2 separate regions of the Mus musculus genome follow, and region 1 is linked to region 2. Evidence: chromatin contacts called from public HiCAR-type data. All regions are on one chromosome and are shown on one strand. Each heading gives the region's core, a stretch centred on a gene start, on an enhancer-like site or on the middle of the called end of the contact. The rest is flanking DNA. Distances are from core to core; before and after follow the strand shown. Region 1 holds the start of Tet2 (tet methylcytosine dioxygenase 2). Region 2 holds the start of Cyp2u1 (cytochrome P450, family 2, subfamily u, polypeptide 1).

Evidence for each region. HiCAR-type assays count read pairs that join an accessible place to other places.
Region 1: a HiCAR-type map of astrocytes shows a contact between it and region 2, with 4 times the contacts expected there. The contact joins the promoter of Tet2 here to the promoter of Cyp2u1 in region 2. A contact is called at or near these places in 1 of 39 promoter capture datasets (liver) and 1 of 115 datasets of contacts at active chromatin or transcription factors (astrocytes).

What each region holds. Positions count from the first base shown.
Region 1 is chr3:133,541,590-133,546,420 of GRCm38.p6, reverse strand. It overlaps Tet2 (tet methylcytosine dioxygenase 2), which reads left to right and starts at 2,031. Exons shown (of 11, transcript NM_001040400.2): 1 at 2,031-2,221.
Region 2 is chr3:131,299,960-131,305,294 of GRCm38.p6, reverse strand. Cyp2u1 (cytochrome P450, family 2, subfamily u, polypeptide 1) reads left to right here and starts at 2,068. Exons shown (of 5, transcript NM_027816.3): 1 at 2,068-2,615. The coding sequence starts at 2,168.

The DNA.
Region 1 (4,831 bases), core at 782-3,281, 2.2 Mb before region 2:
CTTTAGTGATGAACAGCAATGTGGAAGTGTGAGTTGAATAAACCCTTTCCTCCCCAACTTGCTTCTTGGTCATGATGTTTGTGCAGGAATAGAAACCCTGACTAAGACAGAGTCTAAGCCAACTGGTCTACATAGTTTCAGATGAACCAGTGCCACACAGTGAGACCCAGCCTCAAAAAGAAAAAAAAAATAATTTAAAAATAAGGTGCTGTAGAGCCCAGGTAAATATTTTGATTACTGATTTGTGAGATCACACCTTGGTAACTGTTTCTAAATGGAAGAAACATTGTTTCCTTAGAACTTACTTTAGGCAATCTTCTCTGCAACAATGTAACACAGAGTAACAATGTGCCACATAGAGGTCCTGGCCTTTCCTGTGTGAGTACATACATCTATGAGATTTTACAAAGAGGAAGTGTTTACATTTCATGAAATTAAGGGAAAATGTTATGGCTATTTGCTTCTTCTTCTTCCTTCCTTCCTTCCTTCCTTCCTTCCTTCCTTCCTTCCTTCTTCTTCCTCCTCCTCCTCCTTCTTTTCTCTCTCTCTCCTTTCTTTTCCTTCCTTTCTTCTTGAAACAATCTAACTACAATACCCAGCTAAATTCAAACTGTCAGACATCCTACTGCCTCAGACTTCTAAATGCTGTGATTGCAGGTCTGCTCTTTCTTTTCAAAATTTATGTGGTGTGTGTGTGTGTGTGTGTGTGTGTGTGTGTGAGAGAGAGAGAGAGAGAGAGAGAGAGAGAGAGAGAGTTAGAGAGAGAGTTAGTTGGTTCCAGGCCTCATTTCTAAAGAACACCCACCCACACACACACACAAAGAAAGGGTGCATTACAGACAATATAATAGTGTTAAAGTAGACTTAAGGTTGCTGTGAACGCAACCGATCCCACAGAAGAGGTTCCCAGATTACCTATTAAAACGTAACATTCAGTGACTGAAAACTTGAAGACAGGAGGAGGGTGGGTGGATGTGTGAGCACAAATTTCCTAAACTACTGTCTCATGATTCCTATGAATTTGCCTCGATCTCATCTTCAAAAGTTAATAATTACCAAAAGGAACATTTAAAATGTAAGTTTAAAAAACGGAAGTGCCAGCAGAAGAGCTGGTGCGCACAAGCCTTGAACTTCAGGGAAAACTGAGCGCTCTCTGCTTGTTCGGAATTCAGCTTCCCACAAGGCGGTTTCTTCATTACTTTACCGTACGGAGTGGAAATTTGTGCAAAATAGAGGAACTTACGGGGGCGCCTTGAACATTAGAAACTGCTGGCTTAATTCTTTCGAGTGACAAGCAGGGGCTCGGTGACACCGCTCCTCTGGGCTCTGCGAGACAGCACCCCCTGCGCGGCCCACGTGGCCAAAGTAAACAGAAGGTGGGCCTGGGCGGGGAGAGCCCCGGCGCCGCCGGATTGCTGCAGAGTGGAGACTTTAGCGCCCAGGCCCCTCTAGCTCTCCCGGCACGGCCTTTGGGGAAATGGGGAGCGGCTTGGCTGGGCGACAGGGAAGGGGGTGGCAGGGTGTGGGGGCGAGTGGGGAGACGACTGGTGAGGTGCTGGCAGCGGGAGCGCGGGGAGCCAGGGGCCCCTGGAGCGCGCAGGAGGGCGCAGAGTTTCCAAGTGCCTACGCGGCCCCCGCGGGAGACAGAGGCGCGGAGGCCGCCCACGCGTGGGTGTGCGGCCGGCGGCACCCGGGGCTCAGGAAAGGCCGGGGAGGAGCCGAGCAGAGGAGGTCCCCTAGCCCCCCGCGAGGGAGTGAGCGCGCAGCCGGGACTCGCCGCGCCCCCGCGAGGGAGCGAGCGCACGGCCCCGGGTCCCGCCGCGTCCCCGCGAGGGAGCGAACGCACGGCCCCGGGTCCCGCCGCGCCTCCGCGAGGGAGCGAGCACACGGCCCCGGGTCCCGCCGCGTCCCCGCGAGGGAGCGAGCGCACGGCCCCGGGTCCCGCCGCGCCTCCGCGAGGGAGCGAGCGCACGGCCCGCTCCCGCGCTCGCGCCCGCTCCGCTCGCATGCCAGTCACGTCCGCCCCCTCGGCGGCCGCCTGAGAGCCGGCCCCGCCGAGCCTAGAGAACAGACGTCAAACTGCCTTATGAATATTGATGCGGAGGCGAGGCTGCTTTCGTAGAGGAGCAGAAGGAAGCAAGATGGCTGCCCTGTAGGATTTGTTAGAAAGGAGACCCGGCTGCGACGGCGGTGGACTGCGAGGCTGAGGGACCAGAACCAGGTCAGAGCGCTGAGGTCCGCGCCTGTCTCTCTCTCTCTCTCTTTCTTTCCTCGCTCTTGACGGCTGCGGAATGGTCCCTTTCCAATCTCCCTCTCTTTCTCTCGGCCTTGCGGGGACTGTCATGTCACCCACAAATACTAAGAGGGAAGAGGGAAGCCTCACAAATTACAGGAGCTTCTTCAACATGGCTGACAAATATAGTTTTAATTCAGCACCCCCTTCTCCTGCGACCTGCACTTCTGTGGTCCCTTCTTCCTGCTAATGCGTGTCTCCCCTCTGTACCCAGAAAACTTACCTTTGTACCTCCCACCAGCCGCTCTTCTGGCCTTTTAGTCTCAGGAAAGTGAGTGTTTTCTTGGGGCTGCCTTCCTGAAAGAGTTCATCTTTGGGGACCACCACTTTCTCTTTTGATCCTCCTCTCCCCTGTTCTTAGTATAAGTCCAGGGAGCCCCTAGTTCATCCTCAGACACCCCGGAAAGAACACTGACCCGGTGTGTTTGACTCTTTTATCTCCAGTAGTGCTTGTTTGGGTCCTGTTCTGGGTTTGTGTCTCTGGCTTCCAACACGTTTGTCCCCTCGTGGACTACACTAGACAGATGTCACAGTGTGTAGATTCAGGATCCACTACGTGGAGGGCTTTTTTTTTTTTTTCCATTCTTTCTTTTTTTCTCTTGAGTCCTCGCGTTTTGTTATTGGCGCTAAGTGAGAGGGGAAAGAATAGTTTCTCTGCTCCCTGAAACAAGACCAGAACCCACTTTTCTCAAGGTTCACAAGCTCAGAGTGGGCTGTGCCTTCCAGTTTGGGAAATGTGTGTAAGAGAATCTGTGCAAATCTGTGTGTTGGCTTTGTGCTGCCCCCGAATCAGCTCGTTCTGTTCCCCTTAAGTGACAGGCACACACAAAGGCAGGCGCAGGCCGGGGGAGGGGGCGGGCGAAGCGTTTGGAGTTGGAGAAGGCAAGGTCAGGGGCGCCCGAAGAAATGAAACCCAATCCCAGAGAAGATCTCTAACAAGTCCCATCCCAAATTTCCTTCACTCTGGCACTCACTCTTTTATTTGGTCGTTCACAAACACCCCTCCTCACTCTTCACTCAGAGCTTGACTCTCTTCCCTAGACCTGCTTGCTAACTGTTAGAAAGCTTATAGGGTTTCTTCTATGGAGAGTTTTCTACGTTTGGCGAAACCAAGTGAGGCCTGGCCAGACTCTTGAGAAGGTCCTGTTAAAAGACATGATACTTGCTTGTTAATGGCTTAATTGATAGATTTTGTTTGCTTTGAGCAATTTTTGGAATAGAATTAGGTTTGTTTGTTTGTTTGTTTTGTTGTTTTTCCCAAGTTGTTTGCTTAAAATTTAGCAAAATGTTGTGGTGTTTGTCTATCTGGGGAGCAGAATAAATCTGTAGATTTAAAAATCACAAGTCACATACTGTACTTTGCTCTAATTAGGATTATAATGCTAAAATTCATACTCAGAATTCATCAGCAAAGAACCATCATAAGGATAAGATTACATGTACGGGAAGTTGGGATTCACAGAGAAAATATATTGGTTTGGTTTAAGACTGTGGGTATTGTAGCCTAGCTAATGAAATCATTACATTTGCATTTTAATGGAAAGTTGAAATACTGAAGAGGAGTTGCATTCTTCTCCATGTCTGTATGTGTGTTTTATAATGTGTTTTGAGTACAATATAAATTACAACATAATAAATATTATTTTTAAAAATTTTATTAAGCAGAACAGTGTTTGTGAAAGATTGGGGCTTAAACTTAAGATCAGTATGGGTTGATCTGATTACAGGGTAGAGGGAAAGGCATGTCACTGCATAAATCAAGTTTCCAAACCCTTAGGAGTTCACTTTACAAGTCTTTCTGATTTGGTTCTCAGAAATGAGAACTGTGGCTAAGTTTGCTTAAGGCTGGGTACTAGGGACTCATTCACATGACCAGAGGGTAAAACATTACTCATCCCTGAACAGAGCAGTTCATTGGCTCTGACTTGCCCTGAAGTGGTAGAGGAAACAGAGCTTTTTTTCCCCCCTCCCATAAATGTCTATTGTTGGTTGAGAAAACTGTGGTCAACTATTCCAGCAATCTAGAATTAAAAATAAGTAATTTGTTTCACTAGTAGACCAGTGTGTCATGACTTCTTTGTGGGGAACTTTTCAGATTCATGATATGCCCTCAAACTACACAAAAGTGTTTTCCATTCCAATCAATAAGAATGCTTAAGTTGGCTTATTTTTTATGTTATCATAGAGGCCTACTCTTTCTTGCAGTGAAGTTTGATTCTTATTGCTTGGTGCATTTTAGTTTTGTGCTGAAAACAGCTGTAATATTACTTTAAGGGTCTCAGGGAAATTTTGTACATCATTGAACACTCTGAATAAAAAGAAACACTTTCTCATTTCTTAGAGAAATTATTTAAACAAACATGGGATGGGGAGTCTACAGTAGCCTTTCATTTACTATGTGTGTTAAAGTTCCACCTAAGTATTCCAAAAGTTCTTAAGAGTTGTTTTAGTTGATTTTACTTCAGAAAAAAACTATTAAAACAGTAACAAGATTGGTACCTTTAAAAGATACATTGTTTCCTCAGCACTTGGGGAAAC
Region 2 (5,335 bases), core at 819-3,318:
CTACTCAACTTGACCTTAGACTACTCACACAGCCTCATTTTAGCTTCATTACATTGGATACTATCCTTCCTAGAAATGTGGGTCATATTCTCAGGTATTGGGGATTGGTTCTTTATGAACTGGGACATACAGGTATAAGTCAACTTTCTATCTGTCATACAGAGCTATTAATGAAAGTAAGAGAATAGTTAGGAAACATCATAAGCACAGTTACATCTCACACAAGAGAGGGCAGTTGTCAGTTTTTAAATTAGGTCAATGTTCAATCATCCCGAGAATTAGCTGCATGTATGCCCTGTGATGGTTCTAGGAGAGGTGAAAGGAGGAGCCCCTTTGAAAGATCTAAATCTCAGCTGAAGGCAGAATTTCAATGGTTAGAGAGTCCAGTTTTATTTGGACAAAGTTGTACAAGGATTGGAAGGGCTCTCTTAATTCCAACTGTGTTAGGAAAAAGGGGAGGGGGATTCATTTCACCGAGTATCATTCAGTTGCAAAAGTATAAGAAGATATTTTTTTCCCCCTTAGGAATGGCCAGAATCCAAGCTAGGAGACTGGTGAACCGGATGTGTTCATAGCCTCTAATATTTTGGCAAAGAATGTGACTGCTCCCCGAGGGTGACTAAAGAACTTGCCTGAGGTTAAATTTAAGAGAAAGTGACTAATTTTTTTGCAGAGAATATTTCAAAGAGGGGGCACGCGGCAGCAGTCTGGGTGTTTGGTGGCAGGGAAGAGGCAGAAGATAAGACAAATGGGTCGGATAGATTCCTGCTGTGCCATGAAAAAGGGGGACTAAACAGCTTAAGATAATTTGTGAATTGAGCTCACCCGATAGTAGTGGGTTAGAGAATGGCATAAAGAGAAGGAAATGCCGTATTGGAGACTGCATCTGCCAACAAGCAGCTGGAAAGTGTATGTGTGCTCTGGGGAGAGTACAGTACTCCTGTGATCGCACCCAACAGTGGAAGCGTAAACAGGGGGCTTCCAATTAAGGCTGGACTGTGAGTTACAGGAGCGGCCAGTTGCAAGACAGTAACAAGATAATAATGAACATCTTAATGTCTTATACTCGGAAATCTTGTTTAAAGTCACACAAGAAAAGGAATCTGATAAGGGTTAATTACTGGAAATGTGACAGGGGCTTTTGTAGTTTGTGGAGGGGAGAAGGAAGAATGTATTTGTGTACTTTACTAACTACGGCAAAAGCAGTAGAGAACAGTAGATATTTTTTAAAAACCCACATAATAGGAAAAGAAGTCACCACCCTTCAAGCTTTGGTCATATTTATAACGCACCATAGTGTTCAAATTCTGTGTGGTGTGTGCGTGTGTTTGTTGGGAGGGAGTGATCTAACACAGGAACCAAACGTGGATCACAGGTGAAGCACTTCCCTACCACAAGCATGGGCTAGAATTTGACCCCCTCCCCCAGCATGGTAGTATATGTCTTTAATATGTGAATTCTGGAGGCAGATGTAGGTGGATCTCTGAATTGGTAGCCAAACTGGTCTACATAAGGAGTTCTAGGCTATCAAGATTCAAATAAAAGTAGAAAATAGAAATAAGAATAGAAAAATTAAAATAGAAAAAAAAGGGGGGGGGGCATCGACAATTCTAGGGAGAGTCTAACCGAGAGAAACCACAACATCTGGCCTGTAAATGACAGGAAGGTAAAGCACTCTGGAGCCATCCCCAGATGTTGGAATATCCACACATCACATTGTTGGATACTAGCTCAGCATTTCAGGTCTTGTCTAAGGCTAATTAATAAAGCAGTCACCCAGCCCGGGTTCTCTGAGTGTTTTGATATAGTCAGGCCATATGCAGAAACCCACAGAAAGCTCACACCCCCTGGAGGAGCCTGCTGCTGCTAGTGCACTAAACTGGCAAAACAAACAAACAAACAAACAAACAAACAAACAAAACCCCACTCAGGACAGCTCAGCTGTGCTGCGAGAGACCACTCGTCACCACCAGCCGTCCCGTAGGACGTCCCGCCCCCACCTTATGCAGGAGCAGCTGACTGGAGGATCCCGAGAGGGGCACGCGGCGCAGCCAATCGGAAGGGCGTGCCTTGCCCTGCCTCGCGGTTGACCTTGAGTCATGTAGCCGGCTACTGTCGCGGTGCCGGCGCGTCTGCAGCGGAGCTAGATGCAGGCGGTACCTGGGACATGTCCTCGCTCGGGGACCAGCGTCCCGCGGCAGGGGAGCAGCCGGGAGCTAGACTGCACGTGCGGGCGACAGGAGGCGCGCTGCTACTTTGCCTGCTGGCGGTGCTGCTAGGCTGGGTTTGGCTGCGGCGGCAACGCGCCTGCGGCATCCCTCCGGGGCCCAAGCCTCGGCCACTCGTGGGTAACTTCGGGCACTTGCTGGTGCCGCGCTTTCTACGACCGCAGTTCTGGCTGGGCTCGGGCAGCCAGACGGACACGGTGGGCCAGCATGTGTACCTGGCCAGGATGGCCCGTGTCTATGGCAACATCTTCAGCTTCTTCATCGGCCACCGTCTGGTGGTGGTCCTCAGCGACTTCCACAGCGTGCGCGAGGCGCTAGTGCAGCAGGCTGAAGTGTTCAGTGACCGCCCGCGGATGCCGCTCATCTCCATCATGACCAAGGAGAAGGGTGAGCGCGCCGCGGGCTCAGGATCCCCAGGCGGCAGGACCTGCGTCATGACCAGCATAGGGGATAGAGGACGGAGGCGTGGCTTTCTAGTGTGCGATTAAAGTGGGAGACACACTGGAAAGTGAGGGAGGTGTGGGCACCAAACTGTAAAATAAGGACCACCCACCCCGGAAGCCTTCCTTTGTCCCAAGTGAGGCCTTCTCACGCATAGGTCTGATCTCAACGTTTCTAAACATTGGCTGTGTTAGGAAAAGGGGGAGGGGGATTCATTTCACCGAGTATCATTCAGTTGCAAAAGTATAAGAAGATATTTTTTTCCCCCTTAGGAATGGCCAGAATCCAAGCTAGGAGACTGGTGAACCGGATGTGTTCATAGCCTCTAATATTTTGGCAAAGAATGTGGCTGCTCCCCGCGGGTGACTAAAGAACTTGCCTGAGGTTAAATTTAAGAGAAAGTGACTAATTTTTTTGAGAGAATATTTCAAGATAGCCAGTCTGTTCCCAGAGCCCGTGTATATCTCCCTCGGCAGACACAGGGTCTCGATCTCCTATTCTCCAGCCACCTGTCAATCCTGTGTTCTGTCTTCAGACACTGAAGTACAAGACTGAATCCATTGTGGGTGGCATATATATGCTTCGGTTCAGGAGAGTGGCCCCCTGACTTCATACTTTGATATCCCCTCCCTCACCCCATTTCTAATTTTGCCTTGGAAACTCCCCATGTAAGGCCTCAGAAAGCTCTGGAATTGGAGGCACCTGTAATGGGGAGGGCAGGTGTGAGCACTGGGCTGGAGCACGGAGAGCTTGACTGCTATATCAAGGGTAGTTAGTTCTTGTTCCTAAGGCCACTCCAGCCTCTGCAGAAAACAGAAGTTGGATGCGCTGAATTGCGTGCACCTTAGTGGCCTCTTGGCTAGAGTTGGGTTCAAGATGAAGGGTGTATGACAGCCACTGTGTAAGATGCTTCTGATTTAAGACAGGGATCTGTAAACGTTCACTCTGAATGAAATTTAGAGTAAGGATACACAACTAATCTGGCCACTGGTGAAGGAAGACCAGGAAATCTCTCTTGGCTTAAACCTCCAGCGTTCTGCCCTCTCTTCATCTGATTTAAGTGACAACTCAAGTTTATAGCCATCGGCCACAGTAAACAGACTACCAGTGTTCTGGGTCGTGTTCAGACCCCAAGGCAGGAGAATCACCTTGGCATTCTGGCTACCAGCCTAGCAGCGAGCTGATTCAGTAAGAGGCAGTCGACAGAGTAAGGCCGAGAGTGACAGATCGGGACACATGGAGGCCCTTCTCTGGCCTCCTCATGCACCTGCCTATGGGTTATACACCCTCAACCCCACCCCAGTTATCTATATGAAAAAAAATGTATTTTTATCTCACTGGAATTATAGGTAAGTCATAGAGAATTAATTAAAAATGAAGAAAATAAAAAATCTGGGGCCTGGAGAAATGGCTCATGTGATTGAGAGCATTTGCTATTCGTCCAGAGGGCCTAGGTTCAGTTCCCAGCATCCACAAGGCCCTGCCTAACTTTCTGTAACTCCAGTTCTGGGGGATCCAGCAGACTCTTCTGGTCTCTGTAGGCACCAGGCACACATATAGTACACATACATACATTCAGATAAAACATGCAGAGATGGGGCTGGCAAGATGGCTCAGTGGTTAAGAGCACTGGCTGTTCTTCCAGAGGTCCTGAGTTCAAGAGCCAATAACCCACATGATGGCTCACAACCATCTGTAATGGGATCCGATGCCCTCTTCTGGTGTGTCTGAAGAGAGCAATGGTGTACTCATATTCATAAAATAAGTAAGTAAATATTTTTTAAAAACATACAAAGTAAAAATAAATCTTAAAAAATGTTTTCAAAGTCAGCATTTTAAATTTTTATAAGAAAATGGTGTGTTTCTGAATCCTTGGTAGGAAGGGATTTCTAAAATAAGACCTGTAGCATAAATCATAAAGAAAAGGACCTGTAGACAGGCACAGTGGCACAGCAGCACTTGGAGGGGTTGAGGCAGGAGGATTGCCACAACTTCAAGGACAGCATAGACTTCAAAATAACACTCTATCTTTTAAAAAGCGAGAGAAGTCTTCATGTGGACTGGAGAGATGGCTCGGGTTAGCACATACTGCTCTTTCAGAGGTCCTGAGTTCAGATCTCAGCTTCCAAGATAGGTGCCTCCAACCACCTTTAGCTCCAGCTGCAAGGAATCCAATGCCCTCTTCTGGCTTCTGTGTGCATGTGGGAGTGCGTGCACACGCGCGCACACACACACTCGTGATAAATCAGTGTTTTTTAATCTACTTGTGGTATCTTTAAAACTTATGCTTATCAAGTAATACTATTAAAAGCAAAAACTAACTCATGTAATGAGAGAGAGAGGAGGTTTCACCTATGCACTTACACTATATAGAAAGAAAATCTCCACACAGCACACATTAGGTAAGGTAAGTGTGACATCTGGAATAAGAGCCCCATCAGTGACCTGGGTAAAGCCACTCTGACCTACACTGACAATCACGGAAGTGTGAATGAAAATCACTTGAGATACAGTTTCTCCCTCTAGTGGCCAAACTAGAATATTACAAGTATCAAGAGGCAGCCGTTCAAAACATGGTGATGTTCATATACTCGTGGCCGTCCTTTTTCTCCATTCTAAATCTACTTAAGACAGTAATTTGGCAGTGACTATTCATGTGATGATAC